2 separate regions of the Danio rerio genome follow, and region 1 is linked to region 2. A link is a contact called in public HiCAR-type data. All regions are on one chromosome and are shown on one strand. The core of a region is the stretch at or near the end of the contact, and the rest is flanking DNA. Distances in the headings are between cores, read along the strand shown. Region 1 overlaps atrnl1b (attractin-like 1b). Region 2 holds the start of gfra1b (gdnf family receptor alpha 1b).

What was found. HiCAR-type assays count read pairs that join an accessible place to other places.
Region 1: a contact with region 2 is called in a HiCAR-type map of caudal fin, with 6 times the contacts expected there. The contact joins the enhancer-like site here to the promoter of gfra1b in region 2. A contact is called at or near these places in 4 of 18 Hi-C or Micro-C datasets (caudal fin, embryo, hematopoietic stem cells and 1 more) and 2 of 4 datasets of contacts at active chromatin or transcription factors (caudal fin and embryo).

What each region holds. Positions count from the first base shown.
Region 1 is chr12:31,776,227-31,781,888 of GRCz12tu, reverse strand. atrnl1b (attractin-like 1b) reads left to right here. Exons shown (of 29, transcript XM_692563.11): 18 at 3,823-4,041. Among named protein-coding and RNA genes, the nearest start is that of atrnl1b, 64 kb to the left of the region's middle. Within about 2 kb of position 1,593, at least 4 of the 62 cell types and tissues checked have an H3K27ac peak or open chromatin away from gene starts, as enhancers often do.
Region 2 is chr12:31,583,438-31,589,805 of GRCz12tu, reverse strand. It overlaps gfra1b (gdnf family receptor alpha 1b), which reads right to left and starts at 1,725. Exons shown (of 9, transcript NM_131731.1): 1 at 1,665-1,725; 2 at 1,029-1,337; 3 at 779-862. The coding sequence starts at 1,725. LOC141376820 (a long non-coding RNA gene) reads left to right here and starts at 2,087. Exons shown (of 3, transcript XR_012388049.1): 1 at 2,087-2,221; 2 at 4,449-4,697.

The DNA.
Region 1 (5,662 bases), core at 344-2,843, 190 kb before region 2:
TAATTAAAAATTAACATGTAACAATAAGCAAATACACTGAAGAATATTTTGGGCAAAAAACAAAACAAGTAAAAACAAAAAAAAGAAAAGAATAAAAACACTAGTACAATCTTACATACAGAAAGTGCTGGCAGCTAGCTCTCTGCAACTCTCACATGGTCACCCACTGAAGTTAAGCAGGGCTGTGCCTGGTCAGTACCTGGATAGGAGACTACATGGGAAAGCTAGGTTGCTTGAAGTGGGGTTAGTGAAGCCAGCAAGGTGTTCAACCTGCGGTCTGTGTGGGTACTAATGCCCCAGTATATTGATGGGGACTCTATACTGCTCTGTGAGTGCCGTCTTTCGGATGAGACGTTAAACCGAGGTCCTTGTCATTAAAATTCCAAATAGGGGTTTAACCCCGCATCCTGGCCAAATTTGACCTCTGGCCTCCTAACCCTCCCCATATCATAATTGGCTTCATCAGTCTGTCTCCTCTCCACCAATTAGCTGGTGTGAGGTGTGCAGTCTGGCACAATATGGCTGCCGTTGCATCACCCAGTTGAATGCTGCAAACTGGTGATGGATGAGGAGATTCCCCCCAAAAATGTGTAAAGCGCTTTGAGTGTCCAGAAAAGCGCAATATAAATGTAAAGAATTATTTTTAATTATTAATATAAAAAAATGTATGGTCTACAGGTCTACAATGTGCTGACAAGAACTAGTATTCAGTACCAAGCTGGGAGTAGGGGGTGGGGACTTAGTCAGAAAGAACAGGGTCAAGTTGAAGATTCTGTACATGTTTGCGAATTAGTTCCCACATTTTAATGAAAATAGTGCCAGTTCGGTGAAGAGAGTACCTAATTTTCTTTAATTTCATAAAATAGAAAAGATTTTTTATCCAACAAGTTTGAGAGGGAGGGTAAGGGCTCTTTAGTTCAGAAGAGATAACCGCTTGGCCAGAAGGGTTAAGAAGGCTACAAAGTCTGCAAAATGTGAGGGTAAAGTATGGCCGGGCGGGAGAACCCCCCAAAAAACAATAATTGGACAAGATGGAATATCAACAGTGGTAATAGCAGACAATGAGAGGAAATGTTGTCTCCAAAAGGAAAGCAGGGAAAAACAGGACCAGAACATATGAATCAGAGTAGCTAAACCGGAATGACACCAGTTGCACTCAGGGTCAAGTTAGCCGTTTCTTGACAATAGCCCAGATGTACTAGTCACTTGTTGCAATACACAAACTTCTGAATGGCATCTCTTTTCAATTGTAATCTGCCAGTCAATTTAGGTTTGTGAACAGACAGCGATCACTGTTTAAATCAGCAGGATTAATTTTTTTTTGTCCCAGAGTAGTTGTCTCATCTGTTCTCAACGTGGAACCCTTCTAGACATCTCCTCACCCCTAAACAAATGGTTTTTATTGCAAGCTGAATGAAATCATACGCTGCAGTTGAGGATCTGTCAGCTCCTGCAGTTGAGGATCTATGAACTCCTGCCAGCATAATGACTAACTTTGTGCTTTTTCACTGTTATTGCTGCCATGGTGTTGACCCTGAACACACTTTATGTGTAATGCTTGCTGTTGTCTGGTCTGAGATCCTAAGAGATGTGATTTGGCTGCCGGGGAGGTGGATCAAACCGAAAGAGGTTGACGCATATGGCTCTGATGTGCTCTTTAGGGAGAGTGAACTTTCTGCTGGTATTTGAGAGCGTATTACTCAGTCAGTGAAGTGATATGCCCTGTGAGAGCTTAAAATGATCATTTTAAGCATTTCTTTGTTGTTTCTCATTTGTGTATTTCTTTGCTCCAAACGTGTGGCTATTTTTGTTGTTTGTTGTTGTTTCCTCCAATCTCAATATCTTGCCTTGTTTGAAATTTATATTATGGACAAAATTCATCTTCATATGCTACACTTGTGCATCTGTTGGGTTTTATCTTGCATGTGGATGGATTATGACTGTATCTTAAACTGAATCTAGGATGCAAAGTAAATCTCTGATGTGTATGTAGAGTTTCAACTCAAAATACCCCACAATTAATCAGTGTTGGGCTTGCTACTTGAAAATGTAGTGAGCTAAGTAAACTATTTACAATATTGCTCAACTACACTAAAAGCTACCCTCTGAGAAATGTAGCAAGCTAAGCTAAAAGCTACTTGACAAAAATCTAAGCTAGTTTTGCGATTTTCATTTTTAAATCGAAGCAACATAAATTCAAGTCAATCTTATGTTAGTGATCAATAAAACGGTCAATGAAAGATTCGAGGCATAGTCGTTCAGTTCAACTATTTACTGCAAATAACATGCTGTATCAAACAGAAACAATTTATAATATATAACAGCAAAAACAAAAAATCCAATAAAACCAGGTGTTACACATTTAAAATACTATAGTAATTTATAGTAAAGGGAAATATTTAGGAATAAGCATTATATTGAATATATATTTGCAACTCTTCATTAATGAATTACACTACATAATGTAGTATCATTAGTAACTTCCTTGAGCCAATTGTAATGACTATAATATACTTTGGTCTTTACTACAGTAAACTATATATATAACTGCTCTCCCTCAGTCATCTTTCCATTAAGCAAATTTATTGTGTTAGCCTAATTGGTGGTTGGCGTCTCCGACCAGAGTGAGAGGTGGTAGTAACACACCAAAACGTTTGTTGTTGACCACCGTAACACAGGTAGAAGAAGAAATAGTCATTCTCGCCATCATATGAAATTCACAGCTCTGTGAGTGTCGGTGCCATCACTTTTTGATTTGCGATCAGTAAATGTAGCTTGTGTGGACACATCTGCGCTACATGACTGAAAAAATAGCTTCACTACTGAAAAACTATTTGATTTTTAGAAAGTAGCGATGGTACCACTACGCTTCTGAGAAATGTAGTTAAGCTAGTGGTGACGCTGCTGCCCAACACTGCAAAAAAATGTTTTATAACTCTTTGAATGTGCCCCTTTTAGGCTTTGATCCAAATTGTGCCGTTTTGGTGACTGCCACTTTAAATTCAAATTAGATTGTACTCCTTTTTAAAAGAGGGCGGAGCTACAAATGCTTGCATGTCAGCATAGTGGCATGTTCAAAAACAAGACTTTCTATGCAATGTCCTATGCTAATGAGCGAGAGATTGTCACTAAATATGCAGGGCTTTTCCCCTCTGATGACATGTAGAAAGAGGGAATGTCAATCAAAGTGTTTCTGCTGACATAGCATTTTCTGCAAAAATAAAGTGAATACTTTTTTTCCCTTACCATTAGAAGCTGGTTATACTCCAACGGTTGCCAAACAATTGTGTTGAAATCTCCTTTAAAGTGATTTTTGTATAATAGAGTAAAATAACTTACTGGCAAAAGCTCACTTTTCCTAATGCGTAAAATTCTTTGAAGAAAATCCGAAATACCCATAATCTTCAGAAAAGTTCTGATGATATTTTATTTTTAGATTATAAGTAATGCATATTTAATACCAGCACAGCTACTATGTTTACATCATTAAAACTAAACACATGCTGTAATTCCTGCTGTTCTATAATCACCACCTACCGGCAGAGATTGAAGTGGCTTTTAATCCACACTCTTTGTTATTTTTGATATGTACAAGTATGTATATGTAACATCATTTCACAAAGCTGAAGTGAAACCATTACGTTGTATTTTTCTGGATGTATACAGATAATAAATTCTAATTCTGTTTTTTATTTATTTATTTATTTTTATCAAAAAAGAGAGTTAAATCAACTTAAATGCTTGTCATTCAGAGATACTTTCAACCAAGATTATTTCATCACTACCTTTTTCCTCATCTGTGTTTACTGTATGTCTTTGCAGCTCAGAATTGCTCTGGTTTGCGTACATGCGGCCTGTGTCTGGAACAGCCTGACTGTGGATGGTGTGGAGACCCCAGTAACACCGGCCGAGGGCAGTGCATGGAGGGTTCGTATCGCGGACCCATGAAGAGCCCCTCCAGACACAGTCAAGACATGGTGCTGGAGACGGGGCTCTGTCCAAAAGAGAGAGGCTTTGAGTGGGCCTTCATCCAGTGTCCTGGTAAAAACTTTTACAGTCAAACAATCACTTGCAAACTTGACCTTTAAAGAGCACGGTTTTGTTTTGCCAGGGGTTTTCAAACTGCTGTTCAGGGATGTCCGGGGGGCACAACATGGTGCTACTTGTTCTGAAAACAAATATTTAAATTTGTTATATAAATTATATATTATATTTTCTTTTTAGGACTGTTATTGGTAATGCTTTATTTAAAGAAATTGCCGTTGTATTATTTATTGATTCAAATAGACCTAAGTCATTCTGTTATCTCAGCAGTAGGTCTTCAACTAAAGAAAGAGAAACAAAGTTGTTTAGATTTGTAGCCAAATTAGAGTGAGATAAATGATTTTATACAGATGGCAGCATAATTGTTTCATTAAAATCATGCTAAAATCTATTGACTTACAATCTTTTTTGTTTTATTTGCCAATGGGAACAGTTCAAAAATGTAAAGAAGTATTCAATTGATCTGAATATCCTTTTAGACTTTGGCTTGGAACAGACTCTTATGTTTTAAAACAGTGGTGCCCAATCTTAAAAAACACGAAAGAAAACGCCTCCCGGAGTTTGAAGTCATCCACCCGTGAAACGTTCACTATCCCACGTTCTGAAATGATTCCTCACAGCTAACGTAAACAAACTGTAGCGGCAATTTTGCACACTGTTTTGGAATTTCCCCGCGGTCATTTGAATTGTCGCATGGATTGCGTCATTAAATTTGGAGCTCCTATTGGTTCTTATTGGTTCTTATTGGTTCTTATTGGTTCCTATTGGTTAGCTGTTGTCACACTGCAGGAAAGTGTCTGAAATATTCTGACACTGCCAGAACTTCATCGGAGGAAAAATCTAATCGCAACGGGCACTAAGTGGCTTTGAACATGTCAAACTAATAATCAAAGATAACCGATTTTAGCCTTGGATTTCAGGAATCTTTCAGGATTTACCAAATTTCTCTCAGTTGACAAAATCGTGGAGAAAATCTCACAGTGCAAGTAGGGCTTTACCTTAACGTACCTGCACAGATGTTTCTTGAAGCCTAGTAAGAGCTTGATTAGCTAGGCCAGGTGTGTCTAATTCAGTTACGATTATCATGCCATCGATTTGGTTTAATTCTATATCTTGGTTCATCACGGTGCTTTCCATATTTTACTTTACAGCTCAAGAATTATTGTATTAAAAAAGTACAATTTGTAAATACATTTTCTTTGTATTTGTAATACAATTTTGTCCTTTAATACAAGCAGTCAGATATATGAACTGTACCTTTATTTTAAACGTATCAAACAAAACTACATGGGCAGAACAACATGAGTATTTAAAGCAAATAAACAAATGTAAATGTTCTCCCGCCAATTTGAGCGTTATCAAGCGAGTTGTTAAATGCTAATGATTGGTCATGCGCTAAACAAAAATGGCTGCAATTGCCTCTAACACTCCGTCGCAGTTCTTCGATGAGTGATGCTGATAAACTGCATCGGTGATCACAGCAAATCCATGATGGACACTGTGTACTCGCTCTGTAACTTTCTCGCAACTGGATCCAGAAGTATCGCTGTAACAGCTGAGAGGAGAGGAAACGTCTCACCAGAAGGTCAAAGATTCACAGTGAGAGAGAGAGAGAGAG
Region 2 (6,368 bases), core at 476-2,975:
CAGTTGGCGGCGAGGCATCTTACTAGGTTTTGGAACAGAGCTACTGTCTGTCACCATGGAGATTTACCGCAGAACTTCAATAGTCAAGCAAAGCTCAGATTGAAAGATGCAGTCAGATCTCACTGAGGTTCAACAAGGGAGGAACAGCGCCATCTATAGGACCAAACTAAACCTCCATAAAACAACACCATTGGAATGCATTAGACATTGACTCTTTTCCAAGGACATCACTGAAACCTGTTCACTCAAATCTCTAACATCCATTACAAAGCACATTTTCATAAATGACCGATGCAGACGGGCCATTCACTAGACACCATTTAGATTCATTCATTTTGTGGAGGCTTTCATCCACAGCCAAGTGAGCATGTTTTTTATTGAAAATTACATAAAATAATGGTTGTTTTTTTATTATTGATGATTCAGTGTAGATCCTTTATATTCCAAGCACTCTTAAAAAGAAAGGATCTTTATACATATTACATATCACATTCATACATATAACATTCTAAAGCATTTCTGCATACATTATGGTGTAAAAATTGTTTTTAGACTATTACTATATTCTTTAGAAGAGAAAAGTTTTAATTATTATTATTTGTATTATTAAAAGTTTGTTGTCTAAAATGTTCTTTGGGTTGCACAAAATGATTTTTCTATGCCTTTATTTTTTCAGTGTGCATATAGACATGCATAGATTAACCATACAAAAAGCTGGTAAATGATTTGTACTCGGCGTTAAGTGACCGTGAAACAGACATATTAACATCAGACTTACCTGATATGATGGGAGCCAGACGAAAAATATCAGACAGACGGCTGTTTACGGGCTCATATGGCGAGTCTTCCAATAAGTCATTAGCTGCAAGCAAAAAAAGTAAAATAGTAAAAAAAAAAAAAAGAAAAAAAAAAAGGAAAGGAAACAATTAAAAAAAAACTACAACTTTTGAAGTTTATACACTTTGTTATAAATGTCCTCTTGTCCAGCATTCTCATGACTTAAAGAGATCGGAATGGATTCTGCTTACCCTGTAAACTTTGATATATACTCCAGAAGATGCGCAGGCAGTTCTTTTCTTTCTTCATTCCTCTCCTGCACTTGCAGTCATACAGAGGACTCTGTTTCATCGACTCTATGGCGTTCCTGCACTCGTCCTGCGCCTCTGGTTCAGCCAGCATGCTGAAGTTACCGGTTCTCCCGGCAACACACTGTCTCATAGTGCGGTACTTGGTGCTGCATCCGTACTTTCCCAAACACTGTTCATGAGCCCTAACGCAGTCCAGCCGAACCGAGCGAGACTGTGCGATCGCATCTGCCTTTGAGAAGTGCACTAAATCTGTGCGGGGAAAAGACAAAGTTAGACGTGAATACCATAGAATAGGAAAACTGGTTGGCAGAGTATCATCACAATGCTCTAATTGTTTAATGAAGATGATAACACTTACCTTCTAAGTTAGAAGACCCAATTCAAACAATTAGAGACAACTTATATGATAAAAGACAAAGACACTCAAATGTTTTATTCTAGTTCCGGCTAAAAATTTAGTTTTCGTTTCAGGCATTGTAATAATAACATTGCAACTCGTATGCATCTTAATTACAAGTGCGTTTCGTACAGCTGTAAGCCGCAAACAAACGTTGGAGCACATGGATTTCAACTTACCAAGCACAGGAAACATTATCCAAAAAGTTGCGAATATCATCGTCGCTTTATTCAGATCCATTCAGAGAGCAGAGAAACTGGTTAAATACGACATAGAACAAATTCCACAATAAATCCATTGCGCGCCAGCTGCGCACTGGCGAGGAACAAGTGATCAGACATCATATACACATCCGGACAGACTCCAACAAGCGCCGAGTGCTGCTGTGGTGGACACACCCCACGAGGAGATAATAAAAAAAGCAACAGGCTATTGAGAATTTAAAAAAAATAATACTAAGATTAAAAAACAATGAGTTATATTTAGACTTTTGATTTCTTCTTTATCATATCTTCAACAATCGTTTAAAACAACGGCTTGCTTTAAAAATATACAAGAACATTACAAAATTAATAAAAGTTAACGTCAGTCCACATTACATGTCAAACATGGGTGCTGTTTCGCTCTCAGTTGACCGACAATATGCATGTAAGGTCGAAGAACGCGCACTCTGTGGGAGAACACTGCGCATGTGCTCGGGTCTGGAGAAGGTCGGTCCTTTTGGCTCAGTTAGACAGTAAGTATTCGCTGATTAGGCACCATTAAGCACTTTACTTAATAAGAATTATCCAAAGACTGTCCAAGCATAAATGGAATCCACTTTGCGATCCATATCTGACACCCTGTGTGCGAATTATTGTCTGTCGACGTTTTTTTTTACCTTCCTTCCTCCTTGACACTTTTAGGTTGGTTTCGCCTATACACAAATTGTCCTCTAATGTTTAATGTGAATTATGTAGACAAACACAAAGTGAAGCTGTTTCTGATATGTAAATGTAATAACTGATAAAGAATGTCATTAATTATGTTATCATTGTACGAAACAGCGTTACCTCGAGGACAGGTGAAGGCATCTTTAATGTATAGCGCATTAATGAAACGTCTTTGGAAAATGAGAACACACTCTTTTTAGACACTCAACCTTTAAACCACGTCAGTTTCTGTGTTCAACACAGCTAACAAAAGCAAATATGACGTCATTTAGCAATTGTTTGCTCTTATATGTTGCTTTTAGGGTAGCTTACTCAGAAATTATGAAGCCATCACTTTAGGGCTACCCGTTAAGATTTCTGTGTTATTTATTTATGCCTTTTGTATGATGAAAACCTCTCATAAAAAAAAGTTTTATTTCTTATTTGAGCGAATGGCGGAAATAAAAGCATGAGCGCCACCTGTGTACTAAAGACTAGTATAACAGCTGGCAATTCTATTCATTCAGTGGAGCAGTAGTACTTAGGAATGTCTAAATGTGCATATATAATCCATATTAATAATAAAGTTATATTATGCATATTCAGGATATTTTATTATTATTTTATTATTTTATTAATCCATTATTATCAGAACTAATCATTTAACATATTTACACTGATGTAAAATGTTCTCAGATCACTAATAAACTTTACACTTTGTAAATATGAATCAGAAGACTAGCAAAACAAAGCATATAATTACAGTCAAATTGATGAAACATCTGCCATGTGGTCATTATATCTTCATGCAGTGCCCCTGCAAGTCATTTCACTTTTTTATCTCTCAGATTGATCTATAAATGTTGATCCAATCATGTTTCCTTTATGTATGTCATATAGCAATTGATTTATCCTGGGTTGTTAACAAGCTCAATTCCACTAAAATCCAACAGACATCTGTTTTTTCTGTTTAATGACATTTTCAAAAAACATGAAGAATTAATTACACAGAGCTTAAATCATTAGCAATTGCCTGACATGCAGTAAACCAGTAAAACTAATGAGATTGCATAGGCATACTAAACTTGATTAGAAACTCAATATGTGATCAATACTTACCTTTAGGTTGTGTGAAGTCTAACCATCTAGGAAATGAGCTCTGCTGGATTTATTGTTGGTTAATCAAAGACATTGTCGGATGCCGATGGATAATGTGAATAACAGCATCACACAAAAGATGCACCATTGATCCAGCCATGCTTTTGCAGACAATTACCTTTCTTTGAAACCTGGCAATAAATCTGTCAGAGAGACAGAAAGCACATAGCTAAAACATTTCCTGAATGGAATTTGCTGACTCTAATTGATGATTCGTTCACATTCACAGGCCACTTTATAAGGCACACCTTGTTAGTACCAGGGTGAACCCTTTTGCATTCAGAACTGCCTTTACCTTTAACTACCCTTCCAAGAAAAAAAATAATGTTTGGATTGCATTTCTTAACTCCTAATGTCGCTAGTTAACACGCTCAATGCATTGTTTTCAACACATCCCATCATTTCTAAAATATCAGTCTTTACCAAATGGTGGAATCATATTAATACATATAATATCAAAAATCTAAAAATGTGAAGTTTAAGACCAAATTATTAAAAAAATTCAAAATAAAACATTTTTGAATAATTAATAACCTTTTTTTTAAGTATGTCATGAAATATTTCAGATTCTCATTTAACATATTTTCTTTTTTACAATAAAACCAAAATAAAGTGTAGTAGTGCAACAGTTTGTTTGATTTTTCTTTTGTAAACCAATAATGTTGTGTGTGTAAGCCATTATATAAAATGGCTTACAAAAAGTCTTTAAATGACTTTACAGTCATTATTTAAAACAGTAAAAACATGGTCAACCATTTGGTAGGGGTATACACACACATACAGTGGGTATGAAAAGTATTCAGATCCTCTTAAATCCTTTATTTTATATTTCAGTCATTGGCTAAAATCATTTACGTTCATTAACATTTTTCTCATTAATGTACCCTTTTCTAGTCTAATGGACCTCAGACTTGGCCGGGCCGAAGGTTTACATTTCAACAAGACAATGACCCTAAGCACAAGTCTAAAAATGTAAAACAACTCCGTGGCTTTTCTTCAATTGCCCAGCCAGAGCCCTGACCTAAACCAAATCGAGCATTTCTGGAGAGACCTAAAAATGTCTGTCCACCAACGTTTACCATCCAATTGGACAAAACTGGAGAGGGTCGGCAAGGAGGAATGGCAGAGGATCCTCAAATCCAGGTGAGAAACTTGTTGCATCTTTCCCAAAAAGACTCATGGCTGTATTAGATTACAAGAGTGCTTCTACTAAATTCTGAACAAATGGTCTGAATATTTAGAACCATGTGATGTTTCAGTTTTTCTTTTTAACAAATCTTCAAAAATTGTCAACAATTCTGTTTTTCTGGCAATAAGGGGTGCTGTGTGTACATTTAATGAGGAAATAAAAATTAACTAATGATTTTAGCAAATGGCTGCAATATAACAATGTGTAAATTTTTAGGGGGTCTGAATTCTTTCTGTACCCACTGTAAACATTTTATTGTACTATAGAAGCAAGGCTACTGGTTTCCAGCATTCTTTAACATTTGTTACAGTATGTTCAACTAAAAAAAGGTTTAGTACCACAAGAGGCTGAGTAGATTTTTATTTGTGGGCAAACTGTCGCTTGTTATGGCATAGGTTTAACATAGATGCAGGCGATTTTGAGCAATATTGATGTGATATCATAATGCAGTTACTGGAGATTCATCTCCTATTTTCCCAAATATGCTCTATTGGATTGAGTTGTGGTGGCTATGGAGGCCATTTTAGTATAATGAACTCAAGTTCAAGAATCAGTGAAAGTACTTGAGCTTTGTGACACATGATCCGCTTGGAAGAAACCATCATTATGTTTTATTTATAAGGTTTATTGTCTGAGGGGAAAAAATAGTTTAATGGGTGTTGGTTTACTGTAATAGAAGAAACATTATGTAACGCAAGGGTAGTATAAGGTCCTGTGGATGTCAAGGATGGTGCATATTAAGATTCCATTGTACATATGGTTAAAGCACTTGATATATAAAACACTTGATGTGATTGCAGAATGCAGACTGACTATGGATTGTAGTAATTTGAACATGCGCTATGTCCATATGTGGATTCACATACAGTATAGAAGCAGTCTCATCAAACAGAGTGCATCTCCATTTACCTAGTGTTAAAAAGAAAATCAATGGGAGATTTGTGGCAGGAAGTCTATATATTCTCTGTGGCCTTTTCCTTCATTCAGAGAGCGTGAGGTTTGTTCTGTTTCTACCCCACAAATCTTAACCCTCATTTGGTCTGAGACTGTAAAAATGGGGAGAGCTGTAAAATTCAACTCCCAAGAATAATCCTTAAGAATGGCTCTCATTCATCACACTTAGAAACACACACACAGTATGGTGGTAAGCAATATTCTGGAGCAATCGATTGAGAGTAATTTGATCTGTGTCATCTGTACAGTTAATTGATTGCTCGTTTTCGAAAGCCATATTGGTGTGTAAGCGCATCCGGTCCATGTAGATGCCATTATGTGCTTGATCCCCATTATAACATATTAATTAGAAGAGAAAAGAAATGGCGTTCCTTTTCCTCTTCGTATGGCAAATGTGTTCAGTAGGAACATTTGTCTTTGAACAGCTAGGATGTAATTAAGTCACGTTTGAGGAACAGTAATTGCTGACTTTGATGATTCCTTTTGATTACTTGATCAAAGAAAAGAAAATTGCCTCAGTTTCAGCCTGTCAGCTAATAGACTTCCACTGAAGGCCTTTGGAAGTTGCAGAGATCACTGTGCATGGCGGGTTGAATTCAGAGCACACGGTTGATCAAAACCAACTCAAAATGACCAAGGAAGGAATTCCAGAACGTTCAGAAAATATGACT